7 separate regions of the Mus musculus genome follow, and all the other regions are linked to region 7. A link is a contact called in public HiCAR-type and promoter capture Hi-C data. All regions are on one chromosome and are shown on one strand. Each heading gives the region's core, a stretch centred on a gene start, on an enhancer-like site or on the middle of the called end of the contact. The rest is flanking DNA. Distances are from core to core; before and after follow the strand shown.

Region 1 (3,490 bases), core at 430-2,929, 920 kb after region 7:
ATATCACAGGAAGGGTGTTAACGGGCAGGATGTGAAGGTAGATCACAAAACCAGCTATCTCAATCTGGTTATACTGGTTGAAGATCGCCTGGTTTGGGGAGGCCAAAGCTCCTCTTCGAGGTCCCGGCCAATCCCCTCAAAATGTTGCCTCAATACACCTTCAGACAGTCTGAGCTGACTGGTTCACACATGAGCAACGCGTTGTCCCAACACCTTAAAGACACACAAGTTAGCTAGCAAAGCCATTCCAGAGCATGGAGTTCCATAGCATAGATTGTTATGCGGTGGGGGGTGGGTGAGGGGAGGGGAGTAACTTTCAGAGCTCAGCTGCTATGTTAACATGGGAAACAAAAAGAACCCCTATAGCTTCACTTGTACTTTAAAAAGCTAGATCTTTTCCAACCACCCCCCCCAGCCAGAATCTCCATCTACAATCGCAACTGCTTTCCCCACGCATTGCAATGGCTCACTAGCGAACTGAGTTTGTAAGAGAAGTAAGAAAAGTGGGTTAAAGTTCATGAAGTCCCTCCACCTGGCAATCTTGTGCTCCAAGGTGAGCAGCCTTACAAGCCACTCTTCCCAGTAACATCTCCAACTGTTCCCCCCCACCGCCCCCGCCCCCATCCTCCACCCTCACGCTCACTGGAGAAGCCTGGGTTTGGGGTCCCAGAACTCTTAGGAGTGCTTCTCTCCCCTGGCCTCTTCGCTGCAACTTAGTTCCAGCTGATCACAGGCTCTTAAATCAAAGCGACTCTAGTGGCCGCTTCAGCACAGCTGTGCTCCAAGGCACAAAAGTTCCCTCCACACTTCGCAGCGTGCAAGAAATCTCTCTGGCGCGGGGCACGACTCGGGAGGGAGGGAAAGGCCGAGGGGGAACCGGCAGCAGCAACGCCTCAGCTCTGAACCCGAGTGTACGCGTCCGGGCTGTGGGAAGAGAGGTTGCGGAAAACCCAGCGATGCCTCGCCAGCAGCTCCGCGCCAGACCCCAGCCCAGCAACCTGCCTCGGGCGGGACAGCCACAGGGAGAGCCGGGAGAGCCCGCCCGGAGCGCCCCCGCCCGTGCCCTCAGCCCCTCGCTGTCCTGCCGGGCTCAGGGGCCTCCAAAGCAAGGAGAACCCCCAGCAGCCGCCATTTCCTGCAGCCCACACGGAGGTGAGTGGCCGCCTCGCCGTGGGGGGGGGGGGGGAGCGAGGCTGCCCCGGTGCCCCGGGAGTGTGACTGCACGCAAAGCTCCGGCGGGGGCCGGGCGCCTCGGCTCCCATCCTCCGGCCGCACACTTGGCTGCAGTCTGCTTCGGCCGCAGGACCTCCCCTCCGTGTGGCTGCAGCCCCTCGGGCTCCGGCTGGCCAAGTCGCCAAGTGGGGCTGAGGCCCGCACCCCGCGCACTCTGCGCACCCGCTAGCCCATTCAAAAGTTGGACGCCGTGAGGAGCGAGCCACCGCTCCTTACCTTCGACACCGTGAGCGGCTCGCAGTGCTCCAAGCCCCCCTTGAGGGTGAAGCCCCAGGGCGCCCCCCCTTGCAGCTGCACCGGGACGTACTGGAAGGACCCCGGCCGGCTCTCCATCCTCGGCTCGGGCTGGGCAGGCGCCGCCGGGCTCCTTTTCCGCGGGGGCTACGGAGCCTCCGCCCCCAGCAGCTCAGCCACCATCGTCCTCCTGCGCCGCGCCGCGCCGCCCCGCCCCGCTCCGCCTACTCTCCCGGCTGGAGACTCTCAGGCAGCTTGTGAGCTCTAGGAGGAAATGACACGGAGCTGGAGAGAGGGGGAGAGGGAGGGGGAAGGAGAAGGGGGAAAAAAGAAAAGAAGGAAAGAGAGGCGGAGGGATGGTGCTTAATGGACAAGAAAACGGAGCAATGGGGAGGGGCAGGCACTGCGACCTCGCCTATAGGATCGCTGAGAAGTGGGAGCAAGGCGAGGCCTCACATCAACTGTTACATTGTTTCATTCAAGTAGGCCCCCTCTTTGGTCCTCCTCTTTACTGCGGAGCTACCCGCCCCTCCTTCAGCCCGAGCGAACCGAGGTGTAAGTCAGTGTGCATGGGCCCTCGTGGCTGAGTGCACTTTTCTGACTAGAGCCTTCATGTCTCTCGGACTGCCTTTTTCTTCTGAGGGTGCTGAGACCCAAGTCCTGAGGGGTTGGGGGGAGGGGTGCTTACAAGGTGCCTTGCCTACAGGGGTGAAAAGTGATATACACCCAGGACCAGCAAACACAGTGGGGTTGTGCATGTAGACTGCTTCCTGTACACACTAGTTATGTGGAGTCATAAACATTACCTAGGAACATAGTTTAAATAAAGGAGAAGTGAGGATGTCCCCTGCCCAGGCTCAGCCACAAGCTAGCTGCCTACTGGTGTCTATGGGAGTACTGTGAGTGTGTGTGTTCCAGTCATCTGGGAGTCCTGACAGTGCCTTGCACTTACTTCATGGAGATGGCCAACCCAGGGATCTACAAAGTTAGGACAAGCCCAAAACAAAGATACTCGAAAGAACACCCACTGATAAGCTGGCCAATTAATAGTGTGCCTTTTGGATGAATCCGCTTATACATGGGGTCTGAAACCTATCCAGTCCTCTGTTCTTGGTTGAGCCTATTCCTCTGGCTTTTAGAATAGCCCTAACAGCTACAGAAATAGTCTTTAAGAGATACATGTTTTACTTCAACATGTGCTGAGTTCTCAGCCTTGACCTAAGCAGTTTATCTCCCCTCTCAGGAGGTGTTTTCTCTGCAGCCACAAGTGGGAAGTGGCTTTTTAAAGGGCTTCACACTAGTAGGGAAAGTGTTGACAAGCCAAGGCTGAGTCAACAGGACATTCTTACTGTGTCTTGCTTTTGAGTATCCTTTCCCATGCGCATGCCCTTTCTTCCTCATGACAGCAAACACTATCTGGTCCCTTCCTTCCATAGAAGCTTTCCACAGTTCAGATGTTCACTCTCTGCTCCCACTTCCTCAAGGGGTCTTAAGCATCCTGCTGCCTGTTCTATGTCAAGGAATTTTCTCATAATGGTCATTTGGATGTTTATAATCAGCCAGACGTCCTTAGAGATAAGAAGCCATAATCAAACATTTACACAAACCTTAGAAAAACCATGATCATGTTACTAGGAATCAGAAAATGCCATCTCAACTTGCTGATTCCTTTTTTGAATTGATTTTTGGCACTAAGGATAGAACCTCGGGCCTTGTTCATGACAAGCAAGTGCTCTGTCTTGAGATGTATCCCCTCACCCCTCATTTGGGATTAATGTCTTTATACTAGAGACTAAAATAACTTGACGTGTGTATGTGTGTGTGTGTGTGTGTGTGTGTGCGTGTATGAGTGCAGTGCTAAGTAGTGCAACCAGTGCCTCTTAAGAATGCTAGACAGTCACTCTTGTCACTGAATTATATCCCCAGCCCCAACTTGTTGGTTTTTAAGTTGTGTCTCAACTGAAGCTGTACTGTATTTGCTCTATCTCACTTTGAAACTGAGCAACAGTTCTGACTGTAACTT
Region 2 (3,854 bases), core at 175-2,674, 810 kb before region 7:
AAAGGTACTGGCTGGCCTAGGATGTCTAAGGCCCTGGGTCCTATCCCCTGTACAATAAGAAATTAGATTAATGCATGCAAGCTACTTAAACAGTGTCCAGCACTCTATCCGATGAATACTTAGGGTCTTGTTAAGGCTACATGTTTGTGCCAAGAAATAATTTATTCTTTTTAAGCTATATTGCAGGGGATATTTTAAAACACTGATAGGGTGACAGAGGAGATACCAATAGGATTCACTTACCTATTTTTTATTCCTCACTTCAGGCAACCTAAAAAGACATTATTTAGTTGATGGTTAGTTTTTTGTCAGCTTGACACAAGTTATGGTCACTTGGAAAGAAGGACCCTTAACTGAGTCTCTATCAGACTGTCCTATGGGGATACCTGCAGGGGCATTTTCTTGCCTAATAACTGTTGTGGGCAGGTGAGTCTGGGTTGAAGAAGCAGGCTACAGCAAGCCTTGAGAAGCAAGCCGATAAGCAGTGTTCCTCCATGATCTCTGCTTCAGTTCCTGGCTTGATTTTCAGCCCTGAGCTATCTCCATCCTGCTTGCTTGCTTTTTTTTCTTTTCTTTTTTTGACACAGGGTTTCTCTGTATAGCCCTGGCTGTCCTGGAACTCACTTTGTAGACCAGGCTGGCCTTGAACTCAGAAATCCGCCTGCCTCTGCCTCCCAAGTGCTGGGATTAAAGGCGTGCGCCACCACGCCCGGCGCTTGCTTGCTATTTAAAGTATGTAGTCCAGGATGTAGTCCTGGATTTGACTACATAGGCCAGACTGCATTCGAACTCATGATCCTCCTGCCACTCTATCCCCTACATCACCCTCTTCTAGGATTACCATTATGCTAGACTAAACATCTTGAATTTCAACCTTGGAATTTCTGTTTTTGACACTGAGAGGAATACTCAAGATACAAATTCTAGCTTAAGGTGAATATAACAGACGATTGGGATACTTTCCTTTCCTTAGGTCACAGCCCCAAAGCTTGTTTTCCTAATTGCATATTTTTATTAAGATACTCAAGTTTCCTAGGGGTAACCATTCAAGTCCAGTTAGTCCCAGTGAAGATACACATGGATTCTTCCCATCGCATAGGTGTTTAGAGATTCATCACTGCGCTAGGAACTAGAGAATGTTCCAGGAGTCAGTCTCTGCATATATTTTATTTGCCTGGCCAAATGTGTGCTGCTAAGAAGCAGCCTAAACCACTTTCATGAGAAAGTCTTATTTCTGATTTTTAGCTAGTGGTTGGCACACGCATTCTTGTCCTTCTGATCACAGTACATTATCCCTGTGTATACAAAAGGTGTCAAGAGGGAAATGAATAGAACTCAAGGGGTGGAGCCTCGGTCCTTGTATGGGAAACTACAGTCCTTTAATGCGCCTGCGAGGCTCCCACGCCCCGGGAAAGGTTCCTATCGATTTGCTCTGTGCTCCGCAGCTCTTTCTCGTTGCAGGCAGCCATCTTGCCTGGAGCTTGAGACAGGGAGAAGAGAGAGAAGGAACCGGTGACACTGGGCTCAGGGTCGCCGGGGGGGGGGGGCGCCTCAAGAGCTAGGGGTAGCCCCGGAGGTGGTCCTGGATCCTGAGCTATGCTCTAGGACTAGAAAAGGGAAGGCGGAGGGCAGAAGGCTTGATGGGTGGGGAATGTCAAACAAGACTTGCTATGGGGGGGAGGGGCGTTGCTACGGCAACTGGAGAGGGCGGGGTCATGTCTGAACTGCTGCTGTGAGTCACCGGAGTGCTGCCCAGGAAAGGCAGGGCTGGGGTGATGACCACGCTAACGACCCAGTGGGATTTCGCGACATCACCTGTGTGGAGGGACTTCGTGTCTATGGCAACTGTCACCTGGTGGGCGGAACTAGATTTTCTCTGCCTGGGACGCTGACATTCCAAGCCCTTGCCCTGCAGGCTCCCGCAGGCAGACAAACCAAAGAAGGAAGCCAGGGAATGGCCGCGGTGTGGCAGCAAGTATTAGCAGTGGACGCGAGGTGAGGCGTGGGGTTGGAGCCCATGGGAGAGGAACTTACTGTGGTGCATGAGCAATGGCGATAAGTGCAGCTGGGCGGAGAAGTTGGCTGGTGCGGCTGCGTGAGCATGCGCAGTAGCTTGGTGTGGGATAGTCCTGCGGTTAAGTGGCCTGGGCTGGAGCCGGTTCTAAAGAGCATGCTGGGAAAATGCGGTTTGAAATGGACATGCGCAGACTGTCTTTGAGTGGGTAGTGGAAGTCAGGCTGGTGACTTCCTATCTAGTCCCTCATTGCTTATCCTCTTCCCCAACTTTTCTCGATATCACTACCCTACTATTATTACAATTGCTACCCCATACTAACCTCTACCGTTATCTGACCCTAACCTCCATTGTTGTACATTACCAATCTGACGTATGTCATCATGCTAGACTGATATTACAGCTGGCCCAGACTGACCCCAACAGAGCTGCAAATTGACTATATTGTCGCTAGAGTGATCTTTTCATCATAACCACTAATTATTGCATAATTGCCCCCCATCACAATCCCAAGAGAAATCCCCCTTTGCTGCTCTTGTTCACTCTTACCATCCCAGTCACTGCCAAACCTTGTACCACCTCGAGCTGATTTATTCCCTCTGTCCTGTGCCTGCTGCCTGCCCTGCCTCCTGGACCCCACAGGTACAACGCCTACCGTACACCAACGTTTCCACAGTTTCGGACCCAGTATATCCGCCGGCGCAGCCAGCTGCTTCGGGAGAATGCCAAAGCTGGTCACCCCCCAGCATTGCGTCGGCAGTACCTGAGGCTACGGGGCCAGCTATTGGGCCAACGGTACGGGCCACTCTCAGAACCAGGCAGTGCTCGTGCCTATAGCAACAGCATTGTCCGCAGCAGCCGAACAACCCTTGATCGAATGGAGGTGAGCTCCTAGCTGCACCACCCGCCATGTATCTCCCCTGCCTCTGTAGTCACCATAGTTTTTGGTCAAACATCAGTGATGTACAAAGTACTGTTCCAGGTCAGTAGAGGACTAAAAGGGAATAGAGAAGCCAAGTCAATGAACATTGATAAGCAGACAGTGAATTAGATAAACACAGAGCAGGTAAGACTGATGAGTTGATAATTTACCATGGTATAGTAAGCAATGCAAAGATAGTAACATACAACAGACTTAAAAAGCAAAAAGGAACACAAGTGTTTGGTGCATGGATATAGTTCAGTAACTAGCGTGATTGCCTAGTATGTATGAGACTGATGGTTCTATTCTCAACATGGCCAAGAAGAATGAAAAGTCACTGCTTTGAGCTAAAGGAGGGAGCTGTGCTTAATAGGGAAGACTTGTCTGGGGAGGGAACACCGAAACCTGACAGAAGTGAGAGACTGATTTGAGTGCTTCTCTGGGAAGAAAGTAGTCATCCCTTGTGAGGAAAGCATGTATGTACTAAGGATGTTTGGAACAGGAAAGGAAGGACAGAAACAAAGGCACTAGTGAAGAAACTGTTGAAACCACACAAGTGAGCAGTGACAGTGGTGGCTGGCGCCATGTGTGGTGACGAGAAGTCAGGCCCCAGATTTAAGCTCATCTCAGAGATTAATTTCTATTTATTTATTTATTTATTTATTATATGTAAGTACACTGTAGCTGTCCTCAGACACTCCAGAAGAGGGAGTCAGATCTCGTTACAGATGGTTGTGAGCCACCATGTGGTTGCTGGGATTTGAACTCCTGACCTTCGGAAAAGCAGTTGGGTGCTTTTACCCACTGAGCCATCTCACCAGCCCAATTTCTCTTCTTTTTGAGACAGGATCTCACCCAGACTGGCCTCAAATTCACTGTGTAGCCAAGGCAGGCCTTGAGCACGGTGACCTTCCTGCC
Region 3 (3,794 bases), core at 1,092-3,591, 1.0 Mb after region 7:
AATTCTCATACCATAGAAAGAAAATGAGAGGGATGGGTGGGAGGATACTGAAGGCTGAGGGGGCTTATTGGCTGCCTCTCTACAAACAACCAAGCTGGAATAAACCCATCCGGGTAAGCCCCAGCTTTAGGAGGCATGCAGCATGGATCACAGATAATGAAAACTGACCTACATTCAGCACTTACTTTGTTCTAGACACTCTTATAAGTGTTCTATATGAATTAATTCCATTATTCTCCACAAAATTTCATTTTGCCTCTTAGAAGATTGAGCGGCTGTTTTCCATGAGGAGATTGGAAGAAAAGAGAAATTTGCCCCAGTATCAATCCAACAAGTGATGGACCTGGAATTTGCCTTTGGAAATATAAAAGAAAGATGATTGATAGAGACTGAATGGCCCAGGTGCTTCACAAGGAAAACTATGATATAGGCATTTTTATAAACGAGCATGGTAAGGGCGATATTATTGTCAAGAAAAAATTAAGTTGCATGCTGGACATATGAAGTACCATAAAAGCCAAGGTTCTTGAAATTTATGAAGAAAAATAAATGGCCAGGAAAGAGAGTCACAAATGTCCATCAACAGTTGAATGGATAAAGAAAATGTGATATATCTGTGAACACACACACACACATTTTATCTGGACGTAAAGAAGATCAATGGTGGGGCTGGAAAGATAACTTAGTGCTTAAGAACGTGCACTGCTCTTCCAGAGGAATCCCATCAGTTCTCAGCACATGTGTTGGAAGGCTCACAACCTTCTGTAATTTTCCCTTCTGGCTTCTGTGAGTCCCTGTACTCACCTGTACGTACACATAATTTAAAATAAATCTTTTTTAAAAGGAGCAAAAGTATGGCCTTTGGAGGAAAATACATGAACTAGAGACCATCATATTAAGAGAAATAAGTCAGACTTCAACATCATCTTTATTATTTTTTTCATATGCAGAGCATAGAAAGAGATGAAGAGGTGGGGGAAACAAGACATGGTAATGAGGGAAAATGGAAAGATAAATATCACATTTTCCTCATGATTTGAGAGCCTAGGGCAGACTACCTGTTGGAGGAGATTCAAGGGGGTTTACATATGAGCAAAGTATAGTGACATACATGTAGGAGATAGCACAATGAAACCCATGATTTTGTATGTTATCCAAACCCCAAAGAACAATCTTCAACTAGAAAGCCAAAAGAGCAAGTAACCTGTGTTCACCTGAAGTTGTAGTCTGATCTACCGAGACAAAAGCACATTTGAGGAGAACCAACTGCTGCTGGAACCTGCACTCTATGAATTCGTGGCATAGTAGGACTCAAAAAAGGATGAAACCTTTGACCTCTGGTTTGTAAAAGTCAAAGAGAAACAAACAAGCAAAAACCCCAAATAACGACATCCAATTAAAAGACAGCCAATGCTTCTTGCATGATAATGTTGCCTCTTCCTAGACCTCACAGTATGAGGTGTCTCCCGCAAGTCAGGCCTGACTCACCACACTCAGGACTTGCCCTCATGTTCTCACCAAACCACCAACAGAGTGGGGGCAGTAAGTCCATAACCTACCACCTCTTTCAATATAACTGTTGCCCAGGGCAACTTAAACCAACTGGCCTAGCCCTGTTGCCTCCCATTAGGCATCGAGCTCAGACATGCTCCCACAAATTCATCTTCCATCGCCTTGGGTTTCTCAGGGGAGACCTACTCAGCCTTTCCCACCGTAAACCAGAAAATTCGAAGTTGGAGTTCTCAAATTGAAGTACATTATTACAAGCACCTGTGAACTTACCAAAAAAAAAAAAAAAAAAAATTCTCCCGGCCTGGTAACATCTCAGACCCATTACAGCAGAATCCCCAGGAATGATATCCAGAGAAGCAGAAGTGTTGAAGCTGCTCAGCTGATTTCAATGCATAGCCAAAAGTATTGAGAACTACTGGCAGGGACTCTTCTTGAAGCTCAAGTAGACACACCCACACCATGATTTTCACATTCTAGTGTTTCAATAAACCTTTTGGAGTACCTGTTGAGACCTTATCCCCACATTGTGTGTGAAAGAGGCTGGAAACAGGAGTTTACATTCTTTTTTATGGGTTTTATCATCATCATCAGCAGCAGCATCAATAATTATTTTATTTATTTACATTCCAAATGTTATTTCACTCCACTCCCAGTCCCCCTTTGCAGATTTCAGTTTATATTATTAATAACCATCCCTCGTCGTTTCACCACATTTCTGTGAAATGCTTCACTAAGAGGTCTACAAGTTGGATGGGAACAGGAGGCCTCTATCCCTTTAAGGCCTGATTGAGGGATTGCCTTTAAATCTGTGGCAGCTCAGGGTAAAGCTGCTTCCTTTTAACCTATTAGATTGGGTGCAGGCCAGGTTCCTGGAATGGGCCTCTTCTCCTCGGTTACTTTAGCCTGTCTGAGAACTGCTGTGTACTTCCCACCAGTGGGGAGTGGGAAGGGCATGCTGCCTTGTCCCACTTGCTTTTTCTGTTTGTTTTCATGCCAAGAAGCCTAGTCAGGAGACTCGCTTTGGCCCAGAAGATTCTCCCACAGGAAGTAAGATAGGGTCTGCCAGTCGGCGTTTCTTTTTATTTCTTGCCCCGTCTTTGGTATTTGTTAAACCAGGATGTGGAAGAGGTCAGACTGATGTTCTTTGGACTTGGTTAGGAATCTGCTGAAAAGCACCAAGCTTTGCAAGATGGCCCTTCTCACAATTCTTAGAATTCTTTTGTGGGGAGTGGTGCTTTTTATGGAACAGAGGGTCCAAATGGCAAAGCCAGGGTGGCCCTCCACCGCCCTCCTTGCTGACGACCCTACATTGCCCTCAATTTTGGATCTGGCCAAAGAAGCCCCTGGCAAGGAGATGAAGCAATGGCCCCAAGGCTATCCCCTGAGGTACATGCTCAAGTTATACCATCGTTCGGCTGACCCGCATGGCCATCCAAGGGAGAACCGCACGATTGGAGCGAAAATGGTGAGGCTGGTAAAGCCGTCGGCCAACACAGTAAGGCCTCCCAGAGGTGAGTTTTTACACCCCCATACAACCCTATAGGGGAGAAAAGGGGGGAGATGTGTAGATGGAAAGGAGTTTTGGTGTGTTGTTTTCGATTAGTGAGCAGACTGGTTGGTCAAGCATGGTTTTCAAAGGGTTGTAAGATTTCAAAGTTGGTCCCAAGCCAATTTCTGGTTCAAGCCACACCATGAGAGAAAAAAAATGCCTGAGGTCCTACTGAGCAATATTTTCCCGGCCACAGGGCAGCTAAGTACTGTATTTTACAAATTGTTATACCTCTTAAACTAATTAAGAAATACCCAGCTGCATTCTTGTGGAGGTCTATTTATGGGGGTGGGTGCTCTTTGAAGACAAAGACTGAGTGCTACTGAGCTAGGAAAACTCGTGTGGCCTCAGACAGGACAGAAACAAGCAATCATCTGAAGGTTCATGCATGACCCTATCACCCCCTATTACTGTATTTCATCCTAATGACAGGCACTACCATTTGCTGTCATGGGGTAATCATCAGCTTAATTTTAAAGATAAGAAAAAGGTACAGTGAAATTAAAAGTAACTTGCAAGTATTCTGCAGACAGTGGCTGGCTGAGATGAGAGATTTAAACTCTAGACTCTCATTCTGAATGCACTATATGCCACCACCCTTGTATCAACCACTTTTTCAATTTGGTTCATGGCACATCTTTGGGATTTTGGTTCCACAGTCCCACGTGTATTTAGTTAGCCACATCATGCTCTATTCTGAGTATCTGAACTAGATATTCTCCCCAGACTCCTA
Region 4 (3,562 bases), core at 321-2,820, 870 kb before region 7:
CACACACACAAACCCTGCCTTGAAAAAAAAGACTTTAAGGCTGGGAGTATAGCTCAGTGGTAGAGCCTTTGTCTGCCTGCCATGCTTGGAATGTGATCTTTAGCACCCCTAAAACAAACCAAAAAAGTAAGTATTGTAGAGACTCACTGCAAAATGTGCACACATTCAATTTTATTCTATTAACCCACTTCCTCAAAGCATATCAAAAACATACACTCTATATTTTAATTTCTTTCCCCTTGAGACAGGGTTTCTCTGTGTAGCCCTGGCTGTCCTAGAACTCACTCTGTAGACCAAGCTGGCCTCGAACTCAGAAATCGGCCTGCCTCCCAAGTGCTAAGTGCTGGGACTAAAGGTGTGCATCACCACGTCTGGCTTCCCCCAATTTTTTAAGTACACAGTCTTCCTTTTTTTTTTTTTTCATTGCAAGAATTTGTCAGGGTTTACTTTGTCCTGTATTGGTAGACACTCAGATTTCTAGTGGTCTCATATACAAACGACCTCAGGGATCAGCATGACCCACCACATCCAACATATTTTTAAAATAACTCTTTTTGGTGTGCTGGAAATCAAAACCTGGGGCCTCCCCATGTAGACCCTCCCATCAAGCTGTATACTCAGCCCCTTAAAATGATCTTTAAAGAAGAAGAAACCAAACTGTATCTGGTCACCCTTGATAAGCACCTAGACCCTTCTTTTACTCAGGAATATGAAATACCAAAGATCCCTGGGCAAGAGATGGGTTTTCCGGAGACTCACTGTCCTTGTTGAATTTCAAAATCATGACTTGTTTCTCTCCCACAGGGCTACGGCATGGCATACACTGTCCACAAGTGGTCAGAGCTCAGCTGGGCCAGTCACTGGGTCACTTTTGGATGCTGGATCTTCTACCGTCTCATAGGCTGAGGCATATGACCATCATAATCCCCTTCAATACCCCTCCTTAGGGTGCCAACTCTGATGGGGGATGAGAAAAGACCCTTTCTCTACTCCTTTTCCCTTATCCATTCTTGACCCCCAACACCCCTCCACACAACATAGGAACACACACAACTTTCTATGCCTGTCAATCCTCACCCCGCCACCAGGCAGGAAGGGGGTGGTCCTTATTGGGCCAAGGAACGATGGATACTTGGGAAAGCAGACAGGAGCAGATCCAGGGCCTCTGCGCCTGCCGTCTCCCTTTTTTATATGCAGTTTGTTATTGTCGAATAAAAGTAGAACTTACACAACAGGCTCGGTTTTTTGGTTTTTTGTTTTTTTTTTTTTTTTTCACTGATCAGAGGGGAAAAAGGGAAAGCAAAGAAATTCCACCACACATAAAGGTTTGGAAACTGAAAATCGTGGAGAGGGAAAATAAAATTGTGATCTATTCGCGATGAATTCAACATGGTCTGTGATTGGCTAATGAGTCTATGATGGCGGGGTCCTGGTCCTGCTTGCGTAGAGCAGGGACAGATTTTGTGGGGGAGGCTTAGTAATACTTCATGGAAAACTGGGGGATCCCTGTACTGATTGGTTCGTCAGATTCGAACGGGGCGGGGTAGGGCAAGACAGAAGAAGGGTTGATGCCTACTGGTCCGTAGGTAATAATTAAAATGACAGTTTGAGATGATCAATATTCTGACTAAATGCTGACGAGGTCTGTTTGCCAACTTGTTTACCGTCATGCCTTCTGTTTGGCTTTTAAGAACTGGCACTGTTGAGAGTCTACACCAACTGCTCAGCAGGAGTGAGGGTTTGAAGGTGACCGATGCTGTTAGGACTGGAGAGTTCTGAGCTCTGGTGGGCGCTAGGTTTGTTTGTACTGAATGTAATCCACCTGTCGTATTCTCTGCATTTGGGCTAAGAATGGGTCCGGGAACTGATTGGTTGCCTAGAAAACTTAGAAGACCACGCAACTCCGGTCACTAGCAAATGTTGAGGGTTTCAAATTTCAGCCTCATCTTGTGCGATTGATAAGAGGGCAGGGAAATTGAAGCTCAGAATAGCATAGATTTGCTATCGGGAGAAAGCGCCCACAGACCTTGGAGGTCTCCACCCTACTCCTGACTTGGTCTCAGCCAACAGGGAAGATGACACCATAGGCGAGGACAGGGCCTGCGACATTCGGAGGACTCCTATTGGCAGAAGCCACCTTCTCCACTTCACTATTGGTCCGCTCCATCGGGCGGGGAAGCGCTAGAGCTGAGCGGAACTGGGGCTATTAGGGAGCCTGCAGGTCTTCCTGGAAAGTCGCAAGCCTGTGTTAGGAAGTCGCCCTGCGATCGCGCCGCCTGGGGTGAGTGCCAGCCAGCTTGTCCGAGCCCCTCCACGTGCCCAGACCCTCCACGACAGCGGTTTGCCTGCGAGTCCTGCCCTACCCTGCGCTTGCGCGGGACCCGGGCCCTAAATCGGTTGTCCAGACGACGGAAGACTCGCCCTCTCGTTGGGCAGCTACAGTGGAGGGTTCTGGTTGTGATTGGTGGTCTCTGGGCTTTGTTTTCCTTTCTCTTGGTTAGCGCCGCCCGTGAGACCCCTGCTTTTGCTACTTCTAGCTTGTTGCAGGGTGGCACACTAATTGCCTGGACTCTTGCTTTTGAAACGTGGTGCTTGGGGCCGCAGCTCTGATTCCTCATCTCTGCAGCCCCCTGCGGGTGGGAGTAGCGTCCAGTTAAATCTCAGCCACTGGACCCTGCAGTGCACCCCGACTACATTCCTGTGTCTTTCCAACAAACTGAGCCCCAAAGTGCTAGGACCTGGCTTGTTGACAGTGACTCGCCCACCAGACTGTGATCATACTCTGTGACTAGCAACCAGAAGTACAACTCGATGATGCTGGCAGTACAATCTGATGATTCCTCTTTAGAGCCTCAGGAGCCTCTGCCTAGGTGTACCAGCGGCCTTGAAACCCGCTGTGTCAGAAAAAAACGATAGGGGGTATCACAATGAAGCAAAGTTAGAGAGTTTCTGCTGCACTTGACAAAGGAAAGGAATGCACCTAGGCACCCAGCAGAAGCTCTTTATCTGACTTGGAGGTCTTGGAAGCTACTTAATGTCTAAGTTTGTTTGAATGTAGTATCTTGCTATTTAGTTCTGGCTACCCTGAACTTTCTGCCTCCCAAGTGCTGGGATTAAAGACCTGCGCCACCATGCCCAGCTTCCCCGAACTTTCTAGGTAGACCAGGCTAGCTATGGCAATGCTTCAGCTTCGCCCCGCAGAATGTTGGGATTTCAGGTATGTGCTACCATGCAGTGTTATATAACTGAGTGGAAATATTAAGGAAAGTGTGAGCCGGGAGGTGGTGGCGCACGCCTTTAATCCCAGCACTTGGGAGGCAGAGGCAGGTGGATTTCTGAGTTCGAGGCCAGCCTGGTCTACAAAGTGAGCTCCAGGACAGTCAGAGCTATAAAGAGAAACCCTGTCTTGAAAAAACCAAAAACAAAAGAAAAGAAAAAAAAAAAGGAAAGTGTGTGGTTGGGGACTTTTTTTTTTTTTAATGCACTGTGCTTAAGCAGTAGATTTCAGTACTTACTTGCCGGTGAAGATGGTAGAGAAAACTTGTTGATCAAAGAAATCTTT
Region 5 (3,467 bases), core at 305-2,804, 760 kb before region 7:
CCCATAATGGAAATGAGAAAAGATAGAGTCATTATAGGAACCCAGCTTGACTTGACCACAGCCATTTTAGTCAACTTCAGTGGTGGTAGGGCACAGGGCCTCAGCATACTTTCCAAACCTATAGGATAAACAAAGCCATTAAGATAAGGCAGGCTCCAGCTGCAGATGTAGCAGAGAATGACCTTATCTGGCGTCAATGGGAGGGGAGGCCCTTGGTCCTGTGGAAGCTCGATGCCCCAGCAAGTAAGGGGATGCTAGGGTGGTGAGGCGGGAGTGGTTTGGTGGTGGTAGGGGAGCACCCTCATAGAAGCAGGGAGGATGGAGGATGGGATAGGAGGTTTCCAGGGGGAAAATAGGGAAAAGGTTTAACATTTGAAATGTAAATACATAAAATAACCAATTTTTAAAAAAAGGAAAAAAAAAGAAAATCTAAAAAAAAAAAAAAGATAAGTCAGGGAAGCATTTCATGATAACTACTGATGCCCAAATTACTTTAAGCTGATATTTAGTGAAATGGATTTAGAAAAATAATTGATGGGCCACATTGAAGTTTGTGTAGCACGTAACTCTGTCCTCCTGCTGTGCAGTATAGGGTTTCTCATGTCTTGTTGACACTAGAGATATGAATACGTCTGTAAATCTGTAATAATTGCACTTTGCGAAATCCTGGCTCTTTCTAACTCTTCTGGTATATGTGCGTGTTACTGTGGACTGTGTACGTGTGCATACACATATGTAGGCTAGAGGTCAACAGCAGGCATCTCCCTTGATTGTGATCCATTTTCTTTTTAATTCTTATTACATTTATTGGGTGTGTGTATGTGTGTATGCAGACACATATGTAGGTCAAAGGTCAATGGTAAGCATCATCCTTGATTGATCTCATTGTATTTTTTTTAATATTAAATTTATTTGGGGTATGTGTGTATACACCTACCAAAGTGCAGGTGTGAACAGAGGACAGCTTACAGGAATGGGTTCTGTCCTCTAAGAGCAAGCTTGGGGCTCCTGTCTCCCTCCTCCAGCACTTTGTCGCTGGGTGTGGCTCTTACATGGGTGCTGACAATAATTTGTCCTGACCTAATCCCAGTCCACTTCGGGACATGGGTGGCCATTGGAGTTTGAGACGTCTCCTTCAAGGAAGATGGAGAAAGGGCTGCCTGGCTAACAATGTGATGGGGACAGTTTGAGGGAATAGCAGGCTGCCTGACAAGGGTTGTGCTTCTATGAACTCAGACGGCTGCAGGGCACAGATGGATGCTACTATTGACTGAGTGTGAATGAAGAAGCGAGTGATGGAAACGGACATCTGATGGCGGCGACCGACTTATTATTTATTTCAATCAGGTGACTGGCTGAGCACCTATATATATGGCTCTAGGTCCACCCTGGCAGTGAATGCCTGCGCGAGGTTAAAATAAATGACTGGCAGAATTGGGGTTGCACAAAACAAGCCCTTTATGACTGGCTGACGCCGCGATTGGCTAGCAATATGACTGACAAGGGGCGGGTCCTGGAGCAAAGGCAAGCTTTGCTACTGCGCAGGCGCACTCTGAATAAAGGCAGCGAGCACGGGCTCTCGAGACCACTCCTGGTGACGGGAGGAGTCCAGGCACAGCTCCGCGGTTGGTCCGAGCCGGAGCTGCGAGCGGCGAGGAGCGGCCAATCGACTGCGCGTCCCCGGCCACGCCCGCGCGCGCTCTCTTCTCGCGAGGCCGGTTAGGCCCGAATGTTGTTAGCTGTGGAGAAAGATGGCGGAAAATTTAAAAGGTGAAGCTGTGGTGCTAGAGACGCGAGCTACTGGCCCGGCCGAGTAGAATGGAGGGAAGGTGGCCGGGGCTCCAGGCCAGGCGTCCGGAGCTACGGAGCCTGGAGCTGGAAGGCCGGCGCGGCAAACGTGGGGGCCGAGAGCGCGGGCCCGGCGCGCGGGCAGGGCGGGGCTGAGGGGAGGGGGCGCGTGCTTCGGCCGCGGGGGGCGCGGGGCTGCGCAGGCCGCGCGCGGGGTTTCTCGGCCGCGCGCGGCTGGCCGGCGCGCCTACGCGCGTGAGAGAGAGTCCTGAAGGAGAAGGTTGCGGCCACGCGCGGGAAAAGGCGGCTCTCAGTGACCGTTACCCTTTCGGTTTCCACGGGAGACGCCGGAAGGGGAGGAAGAAGTGGAACGGACCCCCTTCTCAAAATGGGGGAGCCGGCGACTCTAGGTGGGAAAGGGATCGAGGCGAGATGGGGGCAGGGTTTTCGGGTAGACGAGTCTCCCCGGAAAGCGGGACTTGGTGGGGGGGCCTCGGTGAGAGGAGGGCTCGGCTCCTCCATGTGCAGGAAAAGAGGGGTGACTTGTGCGTGCTGGGCGGGCTCCTCGGCCTCGAGTAGAGCGCTGAGAAGAGATTCCACAAGTGTGAGCCGGAGCTGCGGTGGGGAGGAGTGCGGCTGCTGGCACTGCAAATGGTATTTGCAGGCCACTTCTTGGGGCTTTCAAAGGCGTTCCAGACGCAGGTTAGAGGCTCCGGGAACCGAGAGGCCTCGGAGGAGAGGGATTAGTCTCTGCTGGGCCTTGGATAAAAAAGGATCAGTGTATATGTACGCAGTGATCTTTTTTTCTTTTGAAGTGTTTGTGTGTTCTTAGGTTACCATCTAGAGCATCTTATTAGGATTGTTTTAGATTTGAGTCGTATGATGGGAGGAGAAAAAAACCATCCTTAAAAGATGGCATTGGCTACTGACAGCATACACCTAGCATCAAGTGGTTTTGTGACATATTTTGATTTTTTAAAAATGGCTTCTAAAATTACGTTGAAGAAGGGATGTGCTCTGAAGCAAAAAAATGTGTATACTTTAAATCCGCTTCTCTTGAACAATAATTTTGGTGACCAAGAGTCATTGTCGGGGCTTACCTACCACATGTATTGTTTACATGTTCCTGAATTGAGAGCAGATCCCTTCGAATTGAGTTGTACTTTTCACCCCCGAGACAGGGATTTTTTTTTTCCTTGAGACAGACTACGGCTGTCCTAGAACTCAGAGATCAGCTTGTCTCTGCCTTTCCTGGGTCTAAAGGTATGCACCACTATGCCCAGTTTAATGTAATATCTTTCTACAATCTTTATAATTACAAAACCTAAAGTCCTTTGAAATAAAAGTCTTTCTTAAATGTGTCACTAATCATGGCAAGGGATTTTTAAAAGTGAAATTATTCAGTGAGAATATTTAATGTGAAAAATCAAGGCTTTTGCTATAGATGTGTTTGCTGTTAATGTGTTTTGAGTATAGATGGCTTAATGTCCTATGCCAGGAATTCGCCTAAAATTACTTGTGTAAAATTCCCAAATGTTTGAATTCCAAAATCCAGTGGCCCAGGAGTTTCAGATAAGTGAAGACTTTATAGCAACACCTCTGTTTGTTGCCCTAGGGATTTTTGTCCTACCCTGACTCTCTTAGTTAACGCACCCCAGTCTTTTGCAAAGTGCAAAGAG
Region 6 (3,528 bases), core at 590-3,089, 930 kb before region 7:
CTTGACCTATGTTGAAACCATGGGGAGAGGAAGAGAAAGAAAAATAATACTGTGAACTTAACGATTAAGTGGATAGGATTTTTATGCATAATAGATACTCAAAATGTATCACTTCCCAGTTATCTGACTATATCGCATTCATTTCCTATGTTCTTGAAGCCATTTCTCTTTTTGTATGGTCGAATTAATACATAATGATGTCCTGCTGCACCTGTGTTTAGACTACACATGGGTGACTTAAAATCTGACCAGATGATAGATAATATGTAAACCATGGAAACTAACAAATGCTACAAACAGGCCCAATCCCCTACCCTGCCAGAAGCCAGTTAACCATTTACCAGCGCATTGCTGAGAGCACTAGAATAGTGCCTAATACACAGTAAATACTTTCAATTATTGTGTTTCATGCACTAGGTCATGACATGAGCACACACACAAGAACACATACATAGGGGCTGGAGAGATGGCTCAGTGGTTGTTGGGATTTGAATTCAGCACTTCAGAAAATGAATTTTTAAAGAACATATACATATTCATACATGCATATATGCTTTAAACTTTTATTCGCCGGGCAGTGGTGGTGCACGCCTTTAATCCCAGCACTTGGGAGGCAAAGACAGGCAGATCTCTGAGTTCGAAGCCAGCCTGATCTACAGAGTGAGTTCCAGGACAGCCAGGGCTATACAGAGAAACCCTGTCTCGAAAAAACAAAAAACAAAAAACAAAAAGAAAGAAAGAAAGGAAGGAAGGAAGGAAGGAAGGAAGGAAGGAAGGAAGGAAGAAAGGAAGAAAGGAAGAAAGGAAGAAAGGAAGAAAGGAAGAAAGAAAGAAAGAAAGAAAGAAAGAAAGAAAGAAAGAAAGAAAGAGAGAGAAGGAAGGAAAAAGGAAAAACAAAAAATACAAAACTTTTATTCATTCATACATGTATTTATTCATTCGTTCGTTCGTCCGTTTATTTATTTATTTATTTATTTATTTATTTATTTATTTGGGGGAGGGGGCGCGTGACAAGTGCGCATGTTGGGGATCAAAGGACAACTTGCAGGAATCAGTCTTCTTCCATCCATGACCTTGTGTATGGGGAATCGAACTTGGGTGGTCAGATTTGGCGGCAAGAGCCTCTACTCAGTGCGTCTCGCAAATCCGTAGACATGCTTTTCAGTGGTGCGGGTGGAGGCGGTGAGGGCAGTGGTGGTGGTTAAAATGTATTAAAAAGTATTTGGAAAATATACAATTAGAAAAGGATGTGCATCCGATTAACACCGTGAATTCTAGATAGGTGATTATCCCTTCTTTTCAGATGAGGAAACTAAAGTTCTAAGGTGGCAAAATTGAAAGCACTTCAGTCAACCGGTAGAAGTAGGATTCAAAATTGCAAATCGTATGCGGTAGCTTCCCGGTAGTAAAATTCAAAATTGCTCGCCGTAGCCTCCAGGTTAGCTTGCTTTCGCAACAGACTTTTCACTTCGCGTGGTCACGCTCCACCCCCTTTGCGTAATTTCCTTTCCCTCCAGACTTAAAGAAAAATGGGCGTGGTCGTGCCCGCTGAATTTTGGGAAATGTAGTACATAGGTTAAATAACCGTCCCGATGTAAAAGGGAAAAGGCGGCCAAGTAAGTTATCTTGTCTGAGTGAGCGGGCGATGGGGGAGGGGTGGAAGTTTCCCACGTCAAGGTCTCTCCGTGTAGCCAGACTAGCCGAGAACTCAGGATCTTGCTCCGGATCGCAGCTATAGGACCCTGGCCTTGAAACAAAGAACAAAGAGCCGGTTCACAAGCCTTGCAAAACTATTGGCCAGACGATGTCAGTTGCATTCTGGGAACTGAAGTTCCTGTGACCGGGATATGTCGACACAAGATGACGAGACTAACGTCATACGTTGTGCTCCGGTCTGGATCTCCGTGGAACTGAACTGTTTTACAAAGCAAACTTTACCGCGTGGCGACAACCTCTAGGCGTGTACGACAGGCCTTCGGGTCCACTCCGAACACCAACTGGAGTCTGTAATTTTCAGTTTGCAAACTGTTCTCGAGGCTGGTGAACAGCCACGCTCTGTATCCAAGAGCTGAGGTAGGTCCTAGGGCACTGATGACTTGAAAGGGACCGAGACTGGAGGCATGCCTGCCCTGTCTCCAACTCGGGATGAGGGGATTCACTCTCGGTACTGCAGCTGCATAGTTCAGTCAAGCCCCGAGAAGCTTGCCTAGAGCAGGGAACTAGATTGTTAGGTGAACTCGAACGGGGTGCAGCATAGAGCTACACAACTGATCTGCTATCTGCTGGGCCGACTTGAAGGGTATTTGGCGGTTCTGATGGGCTGATGGTCTTTGAGGCTCTGCAGATGGTCTTAGGGATGTTACTAAAAGATGGGTCTTGAAGGTATTACACTCGTGGTGCTGTGTCTGCTGGAAAATTAATGAAGGCTAATAATAAAAGTGGTGGCTATTTGGCAGTTTACATAGTAATCGTATTGGTGAGGTTCTGGAGAGAATAACAGGTGCGTAGGCAGAGTGCTAAACTAATGGGGTCAGTGACGAAAGACAAAATAGAAGCTATATGAGTGACAGAGGTAATCTTTGTATTGATGCAAAGGATCCCAAAGGCCACTCGTGTGATCTTTGAGAGGTTGGTTGGAGGGCTGAGTTAATGGAGCTGGTAAATTGGTGTAATGGAGCCCTAACAGGTCATGGTCCTCCAGGCATTAGTGGGGATTAAGGTGGTAGTAACTAATGACTGGAAGCTTAATCTATGATGGAATTGGTGGACTGCAGAGTGGAGAGAGAGAGAGAGAGATTAGGCTATGGGAGATGGAATGAGGTTGTGTCGGGTAATAGGTGTGAAAAGCAAGGACTTAATGGAGGGAGTAGTAGGGTTCTGTGACTCTAAAGATAATGGAAATAACTAGAGACGGTCAGGTGTTGATAGAGATGAAATGGGCAGAGAAAATGGTTGCGAGAGAGATTACTTGTGTAGTGTGTCCGTGACAGTAGTTGGAAGAGAGCAGAGTCAGTAGTGGGTCCTCTGTCAGTTAACTGTGGAGTCTGTGATGTCCCTCAGAGATGGGGACCTAAATGTGATCAGAAAAAGGGCCTGAGAGTTCATGATAAGGTCCTGGGCTTCGGGTTCCATGTGTTGAATGAGCTGACTGTCGTGTGGGACCCATGAACTCAGTTAGCTGTACTTTGTTTTCTTTGACCTGCGCAGGACAGCATCAGCACACACTGTCTGCCAGCAGACTGAGATGGGACGGACATCTAAGGATAAACGGGATGTCTACTACCGCCTGGCCAAGGAGAATGGCTGGCGGGCCCGAAGCGCTTTCAAGCTCCTGCAACTGGATGAGGAATTCCAACTCTTCAAAGGTGCCTAATCTGGGGGCTAAGTGACCTGGGAGTGGAAGAGCAGGCTGCTTCTGAAGAACTCACTGTAGTAGCTGGGCTGACTTGGAGCACGGAGACGGGGAAGGAGATAGACCACAAAAGAGGAGGAGGAGGAGGGCACAGGGGCAGTGGGTAGACATAGGTT
Region 7 (3,741 bases), core at 723-3,222:
ACAGGTTTTATATTTCCAAACCCTTAACTTATCCAAAGTAGGCATTCAAAATTCACTGAGCATACATGGCCTTACTGAATTTTGCTCCCTTGTGTTAACATTGCTGATCTGCCAGGCAAGATGTGCCTACTGGTGTAATAGTGGCATGTTGATGGCCACTTTCTGATTGAAACCTTTATCACAGGAGAGAATTTTATGCCTGATACTGTAACTCCATGTCTGGGTCACTCCTTGGGTAGAACCTGCTATTTTAATTTAGCTAAATGATTGCCTTCCAAATATTAGTGTCTATAGCTATAGATCTGGGCTGTTCTCAACTTTGGTCTGAGGAGCTTCTTTTTGCCATGAAACACAGAAACTCACAACTGGCCAAAGTTCTGAGAAGAGACTGAGTGCTCAGCCCGAAGTCTAAATGACAGAATTCTCAACCCTACCCCCACCCCCAATTAGGCCTAAGGGCCATCTTAGAAGAGGAGATTGAAAGAATGCAGGAGCTGGAGGATGCACAGGAGTGCTGTAAAAGACTGTCCTTTGTCCACAAGGTCACTGACTCCTGAACAAGACCAAGCCACCAACATTCCTACAGAGATGGGAGAGGTGATATCCAGACTCTATTTCTTACTGAGATTCCATTGGTAGTTGATAGCTTCCCACCTGGGGAGAGAGAATTGCTCTTCTTTGAGGGTGTGACCTCTGGTAGGTTTTTCCTGGTCTGTCGAATGGTCCCACACTCTTGCAAATATGGGCAGCACTAACTGGATTTATTGGGTTACTAACACAAGAAATTTGAAATTATGAGGGGAGGTGTTGGGGGAAATATGGATTTCTTGGGGAGAATTGGAGGGAGCAAATGGAAGCGTATAAGATTATAGTTTATTGTATACTTGTATAAACTTCTCAAAGAAAAAAAAAGTCTACGGGTGTGGCACAGGTCTACAATCCCAGCGCTTGGGAGGCAGAAGCAGCTGAGTATCTGTGATCCCAAGGCCAGTTTAGTTTACATGGTGAGTTTCAGGCATCCAAGGCTAAATAGTGAGTCCCTGTTGCAAGAAAAAAAAATACTATTTACTACAGTGGATTTTGAATTTGAATACTTGGCTTCTAGGTAGATTACTTGTGTTGATGATGTGGATTCCAATCTTAGTTCTTGCAATAAATTAATAGCTGCACTCCATTTGTATAACCTGTTCATTCCTCACAAGGATAGGATAGTTCTTCTAATTATTCGGAATGGCTTTGGAGACAGAGAGACCTCAGTTGGAATCTGAGCTTTATTTTGTGTTTTGTTTGTCTGTTTTTGAGACAGCATCCTGCCTTCAAACTTACAATATAGCCTAGGATGACCTCGCATCGATTCTCCTGCCTTCAACCTCAAAGAATCGGGATTAGAAGTATATGTCACCTTGAGTTTTCGCTTGACAATGATTAAATTGGCAATAATACCTATAAGTAACTGCAGTATAGATTTCCCTGTGTTGGATTAAATTGGCCCCTGCAAGCACTACTGTATTTGATCACTATTCTTATTGCTACTACAGTGTGAGATTGGAAAAGCTATGTAACCTTTCTGAGCCTCTGTATTTTTATGAGGGAAAACGGATAATGACACACTCTTCATGAGTTCTTGTGAGCATTAAATGAAACGAATAAAGTATATTAGCCAGAACAATGCCTGGCATAAGGGAGGCTTAAATTTGTGGTCTGATGTCCGCTGTGGGCAAGATACTCAGGATAAACAGTTTGTTCTAAAGACAAAAGCAAAACCAAGGTAGGCAATCTGCAAACAATGAAACCGAAGGGAGCATTGCTTTTTTTTTCCCCCAAATGCAACTGACACGCCCCGCATTTGGGTTGGATCCGCCCAGTCCTCATTAAATATGGCTGCAAGCCCGACTACCCTATTGCGGTTGCGCATGCCGAAGCTCCTCCCAGCTGCTGCTTCTCGGTGGCGCTTTCCCCCCTGGCCGGCCCGAGGTGCCTGGAGCGGGCCCTCCGTGGCGCGCATGCGCAGACGCCGTCTTGGCAGAGCTAATACTCCAAGGCGCCTGTCACATGAGCCTCGCTCCCGCTCCGCTCCCCCTCCTCCCGGCTGGGCTGTGTGAATGAAGCTCTGCCGGCTACGTGGGGCGCTAGCTCTACTCGCCGTGTGGAACGCCAGAGCCGACTGAGCGCGCTGCCCACCGCCGGTGGACACGGGCTCCGCCGCGCCGGACCTCGGTGACAGGTAAAGGCAAATGGGCTTCCCTTCCCCAACAGGTCCTTCCCGGCTCACCGGCCGCCGGCCCACCCGAGGAGCCCCCCGGTACGGCGAGCAGGGAAGAACGCTCGCCTGCCACCGCGGTCCCCGGAGCTGGCGTTCCCTCTGCCCGGCCGCCACTGAAGGAGGTGGTGGACAGCCTGGTTCCTGCCAGAGCGGGGCGGCATCTCCTCGGCAGCCCAGCCCTGTTCTGGGGAGCAGGGTCCCCAGGCTGCCGATCGAAGTTTCCTTGCCAAGCGGCGCCAAGCCCACCCAGCTTTGAAAGCGGGGAGCTTGGCTGCCCGCGTCGCTTCTCCAGAGGACAGGGCTGGGGCGGCGTTCGCTGGGAAAGCGCAGCCGAGGCCAGGTTCGGCTTGCTCCTGCTTTGGACCCGCCACAGGTTTCTAGGGCTTCTTAGCGAAGTGCAGTCCAGACGGTCTGGGCGAAGAAGTTGGTGTGCGTTTTCGCCCTTTGCCGCCCAATGCGCTTAAGCTGCTGCTTCCAGAGGTTGGAGCCCCGCGCTCCAGCTCCTTTCCAAGTAATGGAAAGAAAGCTTTAGCTTTAGCTTAACTTTGACGTGCTTTTTACCTTTATGAACGTTTCAGAACAAATCAGTTGACTGAAGTTGGACGGGTGGCCCTGTGATAACGTCAGTGGAAGCTGCGCCGAGTAAATGAGGGGAAAGCCAGAAGGTGAAGCATTAAAAACCAGTGAGACTCCCCTTTACACATACTTCATAAATGTATTAGTAATTTCCCGGGTTGAATTTCAGAGCTGTTAAATTTCCCCTTGTTCCACGACGTGCTGATCAGTAAGTACTTCTTAACAGTAAAATAGGAGGGGGATGGGGAGTCGACTTAAACTGAGCCATGTTCCAGGTAAACTCATTGGAGCACTTTTCCCTGGTGAATTCATCCTTAGAGTTTAAGCTCTCTTTTTCTTGGATTTCAGGAGCCTCTCCTCATCCAAAGCCCAGTCTTTGTTGGAGTTTTGAGGACTGGCGCACACACGAACCCTTTTTGTTCTTTAAAGAAAAAGAGGTCATTAAAGAGGGCCAACACTATTCTCCAACTAGTATTAGCCTTAAGCGTTTGGGCTTTAGCTTTCCCACTTCAGAGTTGCACACGTTGGTTATGTAAAAATCAATGGAAGTAGGAATTCACCTCAGGACAAAAAGGTGAGGGCCTTTCTGGAAAAAAATACAAATTAGCTTTTATGCCCAATGAGGGAAATAAATTATTAAAAAACTTGTTTAAATGTACTGGGTGCTTAATATATGAAACTTCCAAACCAAACTAAGACACCCCCTCCCAAACTGGTAATCACACCCGTTAATTTTTCCTTTGCTTTCTAACTCCTGTCATATAACTGGAAACTATTGTTTTGAGACTGAATTTAAAAATTCCAAATTGATCAATACCGTTGTGTGTGTGTGTGTGTGTATGTGTGTGTGTGTGTGTGTGTGTGTGTGCGCGCACGCATGCTCATGGGTGGGAGCTTAGCTT

Evidence for each region. Promoter capture Hi-C pulls out the DNA fragments that hold promoters and counts their contacts. HiCAR-type assays count read pairs that join an accessible place to other places. Capture Hi-C pulls out chosen DNA fragments and counts their contacts.
Region 1: a HiCAR-type map of astrocytes shows a contact between it and region 7, with 4 times the contacts expected there. The contact joins the promoter of Shroom4 here to the promoter of Clcn5 in region 7. A contact is called at or near these places in 1 of 39 promoter capture datasets (hippocampal neurons) and 2 of 115 datasets of contacts at active chromatin or transcription factors (astrocytes and stem cell-derived neural progenitor cells).
Region 2: a promoter capture Hi-C map of pre-B cells shows a contact between it and region 7, with 4 times the contacts expected there. The contact joins the promoter of Wdr13 here to the promoter of Clcn5 in region 7. A contact is called at or near these places in 2 of 39 promoter capture datasets (liver and pre-B cells), 1 of 115 datasets of contacts at active chromatin or transcription factors (memory CD8 T cells) and 1 of 9 other capture datasets (adipose tissue).
Region 3: a promoter capture Hi-C map of stem cell-derived epiblast-like cells shows a contact between it and region 7, with 3 times the contacts expected there. The contact joins the promoter of Bmp15 here to the promoter of Clcn5 in region 7. A contact is called at or near these places in 6 of 39 promoter capture datasets (the 3T3-L1 cell line, cranial neural crest, frontonasal cranial neural crest and 2 more).
Region 4: a promoter capture Hi-C map of liver shows a contact between it and region 7, with 3 times the contacts expected there. The contact joins the promoter of Ebp here to the promoter of Clcn5 in region 7. A contact is called at or near these places in 1 of 39 promoter capture datasets (pre-B cells), 2 of 484 Hi-C or Micro-C datasets (CD4 T cells and CD8 T cells) and 2 of 9 other capture datasets (adipose tissue and liver).
Region 5: a promoter capture Hi-C map of neural stem cells shows a contact between it and region 7. The contact joins the promoter of Suv39h1 here to the promoter of Clcn5 in region 7. A contact is called at or near these places in 8 of 39 promoter capture datasets (the 3T3-L1 cell line, cranial neural crest, frontonasal cranial neural crest and 4 more), 1 of 484 Hi-C or Micro-C datasets (uterus) and 1 of 9 other capture datasets (liver).
Region 6: a promoter capture Hi-C map of pre-B cells shows a contact between it and region 7, with 7 times the contacts expected there. The contact joins the promoter of Ftsj1 here to the promoter of Clcn5 in region 7. A contact is called at or near these places in 4 of 39 promoter capture datasets (the C10 cell line, liver and pre-B cells), 1 of 484 Hi-C or Micro-C datasets (CD4 T cells) and 2 of 9 other capture datasets (adipose tissue and liver).

The regions. Positions count from the first base shown.
Region 1 is chrX:6,398,221-6,401,710 of GRCm38.p6, reverse strand. Shroom4 (shroom family member 4) reads right to left here and starts at 1,679. Exons shown (of 9, transcript NM_001040459.2): 1 at 1,450-1,679. The coding sequence starts at 1,566.
Region 2 is chrX:8,130,428-8,134,281 of GRCm38.p6, reverse strand. It overlaps Wdr13 (WD repeat domain 13), which reads left to right and starts at 1,424. Exons shown (of 9, transcript NM_026137.5): 1 at 1,424-1,995; 2 at 2,657-2,897. The coding sequence starts at 1,955.
Region 3 is chrX:6,319,271-6,323,064 of GRCm38.p6, reverse strand. It overlaps Bmp15 (bone morphogenetic protein 15), which reads left to right and starts at 2,341. Exons shown (of 2, transcript NM_009757.5): 1 at 2,341-3,023. The coding sequence starts at 2,702.
Region 4 is chrX:8,191,520-8,195,081 of GRCm38.p6, reverse strand. It overlaps Ebp (phenylalkylamine Ca2+ antagonist (emopamil) binding protein), which reads left to right and starts at 1,570. Exons shown (of 5, transcript NM_007898.3): 1 at 1,570-2,281. It overlaps Porcn (porcupine O-acyltransferase), which reads left to right. Exons shown (of 15, transcript NM_023638.4): 15 at 805-1,236. The coding sequence ends at 906.
Region 5 is chrX:8,072,847-8,076,313 of GRCm38.p6, reverse strand. Suv39h1 (suppressor of variegation 3-9 1) reads left to right here and starts at 1,554. Exons shown (of 6, transcript NM_011514.2): 1 at 1,554-1,770. The coding sequence starts at 1,752.
Region 6 is chrX:8,250,717-8,254,244 of GRCm38.p6, reverse strand. It overlaps Ftsj1 (FtsJ RNA methyltransferase homolog 1 (E. coli)), which reads left to right and starts at 1,839. Exons shown (of 13, transcript NM_001290430.1): 1 at 1,839-2,073; 2 at 3,208-3,365. The coding sequence starts at 3,245.
Region 7 is chrX:7,317,589-7,321,329 of GRCm38.p6, reverse strand. It overlaps Clcn5 (chloride channel, voltage-sensitive 5), which reads left to right and starts at 1,972. Exons shown (of 14, transcript NM_001243762.1): 1 at 1,972-2,224.